Regions from separate parts of the Oryctolagus cuniculus genome. Here region 2 is linked to region 1. Evidence: chromatin contacts called from public Hi-C data. All regions are on one chromosome and are shown on one strand. Each heading gives the region's core, a stretch centred on a gene start, on an enhancer-like site or on the middle of the called end of the contact. The rest is flanking DNA. Distances are from core to core; before and after follow the strand shown.

The links. Hi-C and Micro-C count contacts between places; a contact is called where the count stands out from the background.
Region 2: a Hi-C map of psoas muscle shows a contact between it and region 1, with 1.7 times the contacts expected there. The contact joins the promoter of LOC138849695 here to the enhancer-like site in region 1. A contact is called at or near these places in 4 of 6 Hi-C or Micro-C datasets (ear pinna, embryonic fibroblasts, psoas muscle and 1 more).

The regions. Positions count from the first base shown.
Region 1 is chr5:143,992,621-143,998,899 of mOryCun1.1, reverse strand. The region is part of intron 2 of ATXN1 (ataxin 1); the gene reads left to right. Among named protein-coding and RNA genes, the nearest start is that of ATXN1, 55 kb to the left of the region's middle. Within about 2 kb of position 2,384, at least 2 of the 8 cell types and tissues checked have an H3K27ac peak or open chromatin away from gene starts, as enhancers often do.
Region 2 is chr5:144,044,286-144,050,564 of mOryCun1.1, reverse strand. It overlaps LOC138849695, which reads right to left and starts at 2,356. Exons shown (of 2, transcript XR_011388744.1): 1 at 2,045-2,356. ATXN1 (ataxin 1) reads left to right here and starts at 169. Exons shown (of 7, transcript XM_051832601.2): 1 at 169-309.

The DNA of each region.
Region 1 (6,279 bases), core at 1,135-3,634:
AGAGTTGCTGGGAGAGAGAGAGTCCGAGACAGAGTCTCTTCCATCTGCTTGTTCGCTCCCCAAATGGCTGCAACAGCTGAGGCTGGGTCAGGCTGAAGCCAGCAGCCTGGAGCCTCTTCTGGGTCTCCCACATGGGTGCGGGGGCCCAAGCACTTGGGCCATTGTCTGCTGCTTTCCCAAGCCATAAGCAGAGAGCTGGATGAGTTTGAGTAGCTGAGACTCAAACTGGTGCCCATATGGAATGCCGGCACTACAGGTAGAGGCTTAACACACTAAGCCACAGCGCCAGCCCCCCATGTGGGAAATTCTGTTCCTGCCCAAAATAACAGACCAGGCAGGGATTAGAGTTTAGTGAAACCTGGTTCTGTGACCTTTGGGCACAGAATGGTGTGAGTTATTTGGCACATTTCACAGCTCATACTTCCTGGAATGGAGCAGGATAAGAATTCACCTAGGGCAATTATTTTATTAATCTAAAACATTAGTAACCCTTCTTTGAAAGTGTGAAAAATAGAGTTGCATCACAAGCATCTTCTTTCATTATGATATAGCATATCCCCACCATATAAACCTGAACCCATGGTAGAAGTATAAAAGAATATATACAAGAGACTACGCAGCATATTCCAACTTTAAAAACATTAATACATGCATACTGTTAACTATTTATATATCAGTGCTACGCAAAAGGCAGACAGGATATGTGTTAAGTGTCAGCTGGGATATTTTTATTCCCCTCTTTGTTATTTCTGTACTTTCCAAAATGAATAAATGTTATGTATTTTTTTCAGAAGTGTTAGCACCTATTTAAAAGAGAAAACAACCAAAAAAAGGAATGGGTCGGGAAAACTGGAGGGAATTCGCTGCTGTCCTCAGTGTTTGGTGGCTGTTGTACACGCACCACTGACGGTGGGTGCTTTCCAACTGTGTTCTGTTCAGTCATCTGGTACCTTCTTCATCCAGGGACACGGGGCGGGCTCACAAGGTGGGTGGGGTGAGAGACGAGAGGAGGAGTGGCACGCGCCAATGGGGACAGTCGGGATTTGATGATGATGACATTTGAAGACCATCATGTATGATTCCGAGTGTTTACCATCATGTCTCTATCTGCAAACTCTCACACACAAGGGCATGTTGCACGCGTGTGTGGGCACACACCACAGAGGTGCCAGGCAGTGAGAACAGAGGTCCAGACATTAGGAAATGATAGGCCTGGTCTCGGTTCTGTTCCTCAGTTTTGTAAGCGACTTGATTCCGTCTTTAAGCTGCCTGAGCCCCAGCTTCTTCCTCTGTGAATTAGAGATAATCCTATCAGTTCTGACTACTCATGGGGTTACTGTAGAACTCTATTATGAGTGGATTATACATTGCTTTACACAGGAGAGTGGGTTTCACTGCTGACTTACACAAGTGGCATCAACTCTCCGGACCCTGCTACTGGACAGCCAAAGTGACTGAATCGCTTTGCCCGTCCCACACCTCTGAGACAGAGAGAGGGTGTTCAGGACCAGGGGGCCAGGGGAGCATATGCCTGGGCACTGGTTCTCACGCTTGAGCTGTTGTCAGAATCTCCCCCAGAGGGTAGGGTGAGGCTTGTCATACCTCAGTTCTCTGGGGCCTCATGCTCAGGGTTTCTGGTTTGCTAGGTCTGGTGGAGGGGGGGACCTGAGAATATACTTTCTTAATAGGCTCCCCTGTGATCCTGATACTGCTGGTCCCGGGACCACATGTTAAAGATGAGTAGGAGGCGGATGGGAGAAGAGTATGTAGGAGAAGGTACTCTATTTGAATTTCGTATCTGTACATGCCCTTTCCCCAACACACATTCACCGAAATCCCTGCACTAGGTGTTTTCTGAGATGCTGTCCTGCCCCTGAATGCTCCACTCTCTCTTCACACCTAGGCCAGTGGAAACCAGAAGTGATTCTTGGATTGAGCAGTTCTCACGCAAGTAGCCAAGATGATATCGACCAGCTGCGATGCTGCAGCCTGCGGGCACCCCAGGGGTACCCCAAGTCGGTGGTGTCCTCTGGCTCTGTTCTCCTTTTTTAAAAATTTAGCAAGTAAGCTACTACATTTATAGGAATCTCTCAGAATGCTATTCCTGTAAACCCAGCGTTTGCAAGTTGAAATAGAGGAAGTTGGCTCGGTCAGGGCAATCGGGTTGAAACTTACTCCTAGAGAGGCCCTGTCTGCAGATGATTGGGGCAGGAAGCTTCCTCTTCTGCCCTTGTCACTCCGGCGTTTGGTGAAGTTCACGGTACTCACGCGGCATCAGCTTGTTCAGCTAGGGTTAATACTTGTGCATGACTCTGTTCTCTGGAAGGGGTGATTAAGAGAGGGCGAGCTGGCATTAATTGCTTCATCAGCTGTGCGTGTGAGTCATCTCCCGCTTGTCTTAGTAATTCAGCTGCAAGGAGGAGAAATGCTATCTGTGGTTCCCGAGGCCAGCTTGGGCTCCAGTTAACTCACATACTCCCTCGTAGGGACTTGCTATCAGAGAGCTTCATTCACTGACTAAGGGGAATGAATAGATCGTGAATCTCATTATCCTAGTGTGTGGATAGAAACGTGGAAAAGACTTGCTGCTGCGACTGGCTGATGTCCCTCCATGATGAGACCCCACATGCAGGGTATTACCCTAGAAGGCGGCTGTACTGAACGTGGTTGCTTGAAAAAGCCAAAACAAAACAAAACAAAAAACAAACCGGAGGGGGAGATTCAGGCTGCAGCCGGCACTGAATTTCCTCCTCCTGGCTTCCGATTTGATTATCAGAGGTGTAGGACGAGGAAGAGAGCAGTTTCCAAGCACAGCTGCCCTTGGTGAATTTGTGGGTACACATGGTGACTGGATTATTGTGAACTGTCCTTTTAGGTCTCTACTACTTAACGTCAAGTTCACTCCTGTCTTCCTGTTTGGCTTGTACCTTCCCCTTCTGACTCAGCCTGCTCTGTTTCTTCTCTCACTGCTACAGGCCACCTTCTTCCCAGGCCTGGCGCTGTTTGTCACTGGGATCCTGGCAGGGCGTTTTCCCCTTAAGCTTGGTCGCCTGTTCCTTTGTGCAGAATCAGGGTTCTCTGCCCCCAGCCAGTTCTTCCAGATGGAAAGTGCATCGTTCTTTTTACTAACATGAATTTTCAGCCAGGAAGACTTTAGTTACGTTGAAATTTACATACAGCAAATTAAGCATACACTTCAATGGGTTTTGATAAATGCATATATCTGCAGAACCAGCACAGTAATCCAGATACAAGGCATACATTAAAAAAAAAAAAAAACACAGATATAGGGCATTTCCGTCATTCCAACGGGAGTCCTTGTACGCCTGCCTGTCACTTCCCACCTGGCCAAAGTCGACCCCTGCTCAGATTTCTTCCACCTGGAAAGTTTTATCTGTTCTTGAACTTCAATAGGAATGCAATGTCACTGTGTAACATTTTGTATCTTATTTTATTCAACATGTTTTGAAATTCATTCCCATTGTTACATGTATCAGTAATTCATTTTATCTTTTTCCACGCTGTCCAGTATTGCACTGTGTGTGTACACCACAGCTTCTCCGTGCCCTTGCTTGTGAACATTGGAGTTGTGTCCACATTTTGACTGTTACAAAGAAAGCAGCTATGAACCCTATGGCTGCAGGTCTTTGGGTGGCCATGTGTTTACATTTCTCTTCTGAGTGGAACTGCTGGGACATAGGGTACATGTGTCATTTTGTGCAACACTGCCAGTTTTCTGCAGTGGTTGTAGTATTTTGTGCTGCCTCCCTGAGCTGCCCCCTGGTCACTGCACTGCTCACTGGCATTTGATAGTCACATTCCATTGAGCCATGCTGTTGTTAAGTGAAGTAGTATCACACTGTTTTGACTGGATTCTCTGAAGCCTGAGGATGTCGAGTGTCTTCTTGGTTGGGCATTTGTGTATCTTCTTTTGTGGAGTGTCTTTCAGGTCCTTTGACCATTTACAAGGTAGGGTTGATCGCCTCTTCCTCCCACTGTGCCCCCCCCCCCATGCTTTTTAAGATTTATTTATTTATTTATTTGAAAGGCAGAGCTACAGAGAGAGGGAGAGATAGCGAAGGACAGAGACATCTTCTATCTGCTGGTTCACTCCCCAAAATAACTGCAATGGATGGGGCTGGGCTAGGTCAAAGCCAGGAGCCTAGAACTCCATCTGGGTTGCCCACAAGGGTGGCAGAGGCCCAGGCACTTGGCCATGTTCCCCTGCTTTCCCAGATGCATCAGCAGGGAGCTGGATCAGAAGTGGAGCAGCCGGAACCTGAACTGGCACCCATGTGGGATGCCGGCATTGCATTCGATGGCTTAACCTGTTGCACCACCAGCCCCTAATGGCACATTTTTGATGTATGGTCCTTACAAGTTCTGCATACCTGTCTTTGTTAGAAATCTGGGTTCCAGCCTTTTTCCTCCAGTGATTGGCTTATCTTCTCATTTTTTAAACTGTGTTTTAGGATGAGCAGTTTTTCATGTCAATGAAATCTAACATCTTTTGTGTGTGTTTGTGTTTTTTGGGGAAAATTGGGGAGAGATATGCCCTTTTTTGTTTTTTTTTTTAAGGAATATTTTATATTTTCAAAGTATTTAAGAATTCTTTAATTAGAAAAACAATGGCAATAGGATTATCTATCAGGTTATAAAATACCCATGAATTAAGTCACTCACATCTTTCTTTTAATAGAAACTTTTGGCCTACCATCTGGTTACTGAGCTATTTGCCTATGTTTTCTCACAGAATTTTTCTTGTTTAGTCTCAGCATGTAAACCTATGATCCATCTCAGATTAAAATTAATATGTAGTATGACATAGAAGGGCCAAGGTTTTTTTTCCACATACTTATTATATATATAATAACTATATCTATAGCAACTATGTATATATAGATATAGCAGCAATTGCTGAAAAGGTTTCCTTTCCCCCATTAAATTTCCTTAGTGTCTTTGGCTTTGTGTGTGATGTGCTGTCCTATCCTAGCATGCTCTACTCTTTTCCTGTCAGCTCTGTGCCTGTGTTATATACATCAGTCCCACATGGACATAATTAACATAGTTTTATATTAACTCCTGACATCAGACAGTGTGATTTCTCCTTGTTCTTTTTAACTTGTAATCCCTCCCAAAGCATATTGGAAGTTGGTTTGAGCTTCAGTGAGTTATGAAAAATCAATTTAAGATAAGTTTGCATATTAAGTATATTGAAATTTCCAGTGCAAAAACTTAGTGTCTTTCTCTCCTTTTCCTTACTAATTTCTCTCAGTAATGTCTCCTGGTTTTCAATGTAGAGGCTGTGCATTTTGAAAACCTCATTATGTTTTATGTTTTTAATACATGTAAGTTTTTTAAGACACTTATTTTTAAATTATTTAATGCTTGTAAAGGAAATATTAATTTTTGTATATTGACTTTGTGTCTTGAGGGCTGCTGAATCTATTGATTAGCTTTAGTATTTTTTTTTTTTTTTAATTTATTTGACAGGCAGAGTTAGACAGTGAGAGTGAGAGACAGAGAGAAAGGTTTTCCTTCCATTGGTTCACTCTCCAAATGGCTGCCATGGCTGGCACTGTGCTGATCCAAAGCCAGGAGCCAGGTGCTTCTTCCTGGTCTCCCATGCGGGAGCAGGGCCCAAGCACCTGGGCCAACCTCTATTGTCCTCCCAGGCCACAGCAGAGAGCTGGACTGGAAGACGGGCAACTGGGACTAGAACCCGGCGCCCATATGGATGCTGGTGCCACAGGTGGAGGATTAACCAAGTGAGCCATGGTGCCAGCCCAGCTTTAGTGTTTTTTAAAAATTTATTTATTTGGGAAACAGACAGTTATCATTCACTGGGTAACTAACTATCCCAGTGCCTGCAGTGGCCAGGGCTCCAAAGCCGGGAAATAGGAACGCAGTCAGGTCTCCCACAGAGGTGGCAGGGAATTAACTGCTTTACCTGTTAACCACGGCCTCGCAGGGTGCACATCAGCAGAAAGCTGGAGTCAGGAGCCAGAATGAGGAGTTGACCCCAGGCACTGTGATGATGGCCATAGGCTGCTTGACTGTTGGGCCAAACACTTGCCCCCAGATCTGATGTTTTTGACAGATTCCCTGTGGTTTTCTACATAAACAATCATGTTGCATGAAAATAAAGACATTACTTTCTGATCTTTTTGCCTCTTATTTATTTTCTTTCCGTACCACATGTAGGAGCTTCAGCAAACTGCTGAACACAAGAGAGGAAGGTATATATAAGCATGCCTTGTTCCTAACCAAGGGGAAAGC
Region 2 (6,279 bases), core at 1,107-3,606, 52 kb before region 1:
TTTGGCTTCTATTACACATTTACATACTGGAGCGAGCGAGCGAGCGAGCGAGCGCGAGCGAGCGCGAGGGAGGGCGGGCGGAGGGAGGAGGGAGGGCGAGCGGGAGGGGGAGGAGGAGGAGGAGAGAGCAGAGTATACCGCAGACATCATTTCTACTACAGTGGCGGAGCCGTACAGGACCTGTTCACTGCAGGGGGATCCAAAACAAGCCCCGTGGAGCAGCAGCCAGAGCCACAGCGGCCGCGAGACACTGTTTCTCTCCCTCTGTCCCCCCTCCCCACGCAACCCCAGATCCATTTACACTTTACAGTAAGTGGCTATTTTTTTTTCCTCCTCTGGTTCTTTCTCCCCCCTCCCCCATCCCCTTCGCCCCTTATTTAGATTAAAATCCCCCCGCCCCTCTCTCCGCTCCCCCGAGAGGGGCAAAAGCAACAACCAGCAAACAAACCCCAAACCCCAATTGGCTGCACGGAAAACAGCTGGAAGAGGAGCGAGGGAAACCGACGCGTCGTGTTGTGTGTGTGTGTATGTGTGTGTGTGTGTGTGTATGTGTGTGTGTGTGTATACAACCGTCCCCAGCTCCAGCCTCTCGGCCAGGACCCCAGCTCCGAGCGCCGACGCGGCCCGCAGGGGGAACTGCCAGGGCCCCGGGTGGGCGCCCGCCGGGCGAGGGGGCGCGCCCGGGCGGGGGGCGCGGGTGGCGAGAGCGGCGGCGGCGCCCCGCTCCGGCGGTTGCCGGTCCGGCCGCTAGTGCGGAGAACCATGTCCTCCTCCCTCCGGGTGGCGCAGCGGGGAGGCGGCGGCGGCTGGGGGTCGCGCTGTCCTCCTGCCCCCCGCCGCTTCCTTCGCGATCCTCCTCCCCAGAGGGGGGCGGTGAGCGCGAGCGGGGCTCGGGAGGGCTAGGCTTCCCCGCCGGTGGTCGCCTGGCCCCGGCGCTCCCGGGTGGGGGTCTGCCCGCCGAAGCCGGCCTTCCGGGGCGTGCAGCTGCGGGCTGGGAGAGGGCTGCTCCCGGCGCCGGGCCGGACTTTGCGCGCGGCGCAAGGCGTGAGGGTGCCCGGAGCGGGGCTGGAGTGGCGGTGGCGGCCCTGGCTACCGCCGCCACCGCCGCCCTGTTGGTGCGGCCGCTTCCTGATCATGTGCAGCCGCCGCCGCCCGGAGCCGGGAGCCCGCGAGCGCCCCAGCCCGGGCCCGCGTCCCCGCCAGCGCCCGCGGCAGGAGCAGAGGAGCGGCGGCGGGCGCTGCCCTGCGCCGGGAGTGAAGGGCTGCGCGGCTGCCGGGAGGGTGAATGGGAAGCCAGGAGGAGGGGAAGAGGCGGCGGCGGCGGCGGAGGAGGAGGCGCTGCGGGGCTTGGGATGCGCCTCGGAGCCCCGCCGCTCGCTCGCTCGCTCGGGGCCGGGCCGGACACTCTGCCACTCCCGCGGCCGCCGCCGCCGCCTCCTACGTGGTTCCAGTGCTGCGCGCAGGCCGGTCCCGCAGGGGGCAGGGCCGCGGCCGGCCAGGCGGAGCGAGAGGTGAGGCGGCGTGGGCGCGCGGCGCGGTACGAGCAAGAGGGTGCGGGTGCGGATGGGGGTGCGGGTACGAGTGCGCGCCGGGAGGGGGCTCCGCCGCCCCCGGGGCCGCCTGCCGCGTCCTCGGCCCCGCGCCCTCGGGCCGCCTGCGGAAACTCCGCGGCTTGCGCTTTCATTTTATTTCAGACCACGTAGGGGGGCTTGGCTGGGGGCGCTGAAACAATTCAGGTTTTCTAGGGAGATTGAGCAAGGAGCTTAGTTGGGGGGTGGAAGTCGGATGGTTCTGGAGAGGCTGCCAGAAAAAGCAAAAAAAAAAAAAAAAAAAAGCTTCTAAGGACGAGGAGGTCCGCTTCGATCCCGTGCCTGTTTTGCTTTCTTGGTGCATAATCCTACAAGGAGGGCAATATAAATACTTCGGGAGGTTGAGAAATTGCTGAAGAGTAGTAGGGGCAAAAGAAAAAAAAAGCCATCGGAAGCTGGTTATATAATGCGCCGTGTGGCTAAGGAGAGCGGCTGGCTATTTTTATTTTGTTTACCGTATGTTGTGCAGTAGGGACTCCTCCGAACTGGTTCTGTCCCCGAAGAGACTCGTAGCTTCCCGGTGCGAGCCGCAGGAGACAGCAGCGGGAGGAGACCCTCTTCCTCCCACGGAAGAAGAACAAATGCCTTGGCGTGGCGCTCTCCCTGCGCGTCCCGCCGTGCGCGCCCCGGGGACGCGACTGTGCGAGGGAGGGCTGCTTGGGCCATCTCGCAGTCACATCGCAGTGACATTCGCGTTGTATAATGCAGGCTGCTCTTCGGATTTCAGCAGCATCCTTATGGAGCGCGCGCTGCAGTGGGTAGTTACCGAGTGGTTATTTTTAGGCACTGCTAGTTACTTTTGCGAGTGTGTTAACTGAGCCGCTTCTGTTTGGGTTTCTGGGGAGTCTTTCCCTGGGAAGCCTCCGCTCCGGGTCCTTGGGTGGGAAGAGGTAGCCGTCTTGAGCTGTCTGTGGAATAAAGCTGATGCCTGAGGGAATCAGTAGAGAGGTGGAAGAGAAAATCCTGCACATGAACTCCCTCGGCAAGGATTGCACCACAGCAGACACTGCTCTGGCATGTAATCTCCCCTGATTGCATGCATCAGTCAATATTTTAGCAGCTCTGCAAATAAATGGTGTTGAATGCCACCTCCTCCGTAAAATAGAGGTTGAAGGGCTCCCCTGGACCTCCTGGCCGCCTGTCTTTCTCGTCCTGTGGATCCGTGTCGGCGGCGGTGTAGGTTTTCGGTGCACTTACTCCAGCCCTCATCACTCCTGTAATTAGATCAGGCTGCCATGGCAACAGACAGTGTTCCTCGTCCATTCAGGTGGGTTTGTCTTGTCCCTGAACTACTCCAAGTGTTTTATGCGCAGTATTTGTGCTGCCCAAGCCAGACGGGAGACTTCACGATTTTCAATTGCATCTTCTTGCAGTCATTTGGACGGGAGGCACTGAATGAGGCTTCTAGCTACTCAACTTTTATAAAGGACACCAGCAGGCTGTTGTCACTGGGTGCAGTATGTAAATGCATCCCCGCAGACGGTGAAAGGAGCCTGACAGTCCTGCTGGTGTTTATTGTGAGCAGATCAACAAGTATTTGGTTTGTTAGAAACCTCTCAGAGTTTAGGAAAGCAACATTGCTTTTGCAGTCTGGTGCCTTTGGCCTTGCAGGCACTTAACCCTTGCAAGTGTGAACAGCATTCATCCTTGGAGCTTGGCTTGCTGATAGTGATGGCTGCCCTTCCGTTTACTCCTGAGGAGGAAGTTACTGAGCTGGGAAGGATATCCCTGTTGTCACATTTTGAAACTTTATATCCACTGCAACAGAACCTGCTACTAACAGTAGGCAGAGCTTCGGAGTGAATTCATTCTCAGTTTGGATCTCTTGGCTCTGATCTTTAATGATGTCTGGTAATAAGTTAAGAGCTTTTTCCCCTCCTCAGGCAAGGAATGAGATAGGCCTTTACTAGTAAACTGATACTAAGTAGGGTAGTGCTTTTGCGCTGTAAACAACTTGCATTCTGTTTTAGGATCTAATGTAATGGGCATTTGAAGAGCAACATTGTAGTCTTTGCATGAGGGACAGCCAGCCCTGTTAAGCCTGCTAGGCAAAGGAAAATGATATCCAGGAAAAGAGAAGAGCAGCGCTAGTCGTGGAAGTGCTGTGTTGCTCCGGTAGACCAGGGAAGATGGAGTGGTTTCATTTCCCTGGTATTTGAAAGACAAAAATGGAGACTAATAATGCTTGGATTTGGTTATGACCGTGCCAGTCTGTTTACAGTTTTATGACCACAAAGCTAAATGGATGAATTTCTTTTCTTCCCCCTGGGGTCAGGATTGAGAGAGCTACCTCCATACTCCTCGCAGGGGGTTTATGAGTTTGTACTGTTTAGTGAGTTTATGTGGTTGGTAGACTGCCTGTGGCCCGGTCAGGTGAAGCATTGCTGAGGTTAAAATGAGCTATTATTTCTGGGAGGTAAATACAAGGGAAGCAAGATACACAATAAAGCACAGAAGTTTAAATTTCACACACTGCCTTGGAGGTCCTGGATGATATTTTGCAGCATATTTTGTAGCAAAATGTGAATGTGTGGTTTTCAGTGCACAAATAAATTCATGGTACAATAAGTATGAAAAATGTACCATGAAAGACAATATCTTTCCTCTCTGGATTTCGTTTTAAGAGGGTTTGGTAAATAGAAGTGGTACTTTGTCAAAAAAACTCATGTATGCCTATTATGAAAAAATCTTGCATGGGCTTCAAATGTTTTTGTACCAAAATGAACTTACCTTTTTAATCCTATTTTGCCATGACTTTTTTTTTTTTTTTTTTTGAAGTGAACCCAGGGTCCCTGAATTGTCTTTAAGAGAAAGGTCAAAGAAAAGCCCTCTGGCCATCAGATTGTATGTCTGATATCTGTAGATTGCCTTAAGTTTCAACATCCCCAAGTTGTCTGGGAGTCCTGAGAGAGGCCGTGGGTATGAGATTATGAAAATATTAATAAACATTTCTCGGCTCCTATTTTTGTTGCTAGTGTAGAATTCAAGGACTCACATTCCTTTTCTGTACTGTTGTGTTTTTTATTTATTTATTTTTCCCATTCTGAAATGTCAAGTGGATTTTGGTTTTGCACATGCCTTGAATGATTGTTTCTGGTGATGAACACATTGTAACACCTGGCTCATTTTGCTTCTATTAGAAGGTAGTCACTAAACAAGTTCAGTAGAATGATGAAACTCACAAAAGCAGCTCTGTGGAGGAGTTAACTCTTTATACTATGGTTATCTGTAGTTTCTACTCTGAAATGCTTCCATACTTGCACAGGTAAAGGGACTTAGAGCAGCCTAAGGGGGTGGGAGGTATGTTGACTTCCACTGCTATATATTTTCAGAGTAATTCACTAGTTTGCATGGCTGCCTTCTGGAGGCATTTAGATCGGTGCAGCTTAATTGCTTCAAAGAACAGATTTAGTTCCGGTCATACTTCCAAGGTTATCAGAAGCAGGCCCTCCTTATTTGGTGAAATGCATTGAAAACAATAAACTGTAGAAATCCCAATAGAGATAGTAATTTTCTGTTCTAGGCTATTAAGACTTTTTTTTTAGAAGATATTAATTTTTTAGTCATCAATTAGGCTGTTCACATTTTAGTTTCATTTAATTTAATGGAATAAATTTACTTAAAATTTCTTTAAGAAGTGTTATAAGAATGAGTATATATAGTGTTTCATAGATTTTAAAATTCTGGCTGACAACTGTAACTGGATCAAGGTTTTAAAGAATGCAGAATTGTATAAACTTGTAGAAGAAATAAAAAGATTGTTGTTTAGGTGAATAATCTATTTCTGGCAAATGCTTTTGATTGCTTCTTTCATATAAATATTTATATGTTTTTGTGCTTGTAAATATGGTAACATTTTTAAGCTTTTTTCTTATTTGTTTATTTTAATTTTATTTTTGAAAGGCAGAAAAGAGAGAGCTCCTTTCCCCTGGTTCACTCTCCAAATGCTTGAAACAACCAGGGCTGGATCAGGCTGATGCCTGAAGTCAGGAGCCAGGAACTGAATCTGGGTCTCCCACATGGATGGCAGGCACCTAATTATTTTTTTAAGATTTATTTTATTTATTTGAGAGGCAGAGTTACATAGAGAGAGGGAGAAACGGAGAGTGAGAGAGATCTTCCATCTGCTGTTTTACTCTCCAAATGGCCGCAGCCCCAAAGGGCTGGGCCGGGTTGAAGTGTGCCCATCTTCTGACGCTTTCCCAGGCAGCTTAGCAGGTAGCTGGACCTAAATACTTTAGCCATCCTCTGCAGCTCCCCAGCCTGCACATAAGCAGGAAACTGGGTTGTAATTAGAGTAGCTGAGGTTCGAATCCTGGCACTCTGAAATAGAATGTGGGTGTCCAAATGAACGACTTAACTGCGAGACCAAATGCCCACCTGAGTAACGTATTTTATGACCCTCTGTAAGGTCATTTGTAATGTGGACCTTTCAGACTAATGAAGTGTAGGTATTTGTACTACATATTACTACCATCATGAACATGCTGAAACATGGTTAGAATTATTACAACAAGCATTATATTTTGTTTGATATCAAAGCACAAATGTGTCATTGATTTTTCTATAATTTTGAAGGCATCCCATTTGTGGAGTAAAGAAAACACAATGATAATTGCCAAAGTGTAAGCAATACTGGTGGTCTACCTGAAAGCTACTTTTCAGAAAATTTATTGTAGTATAATCAGAG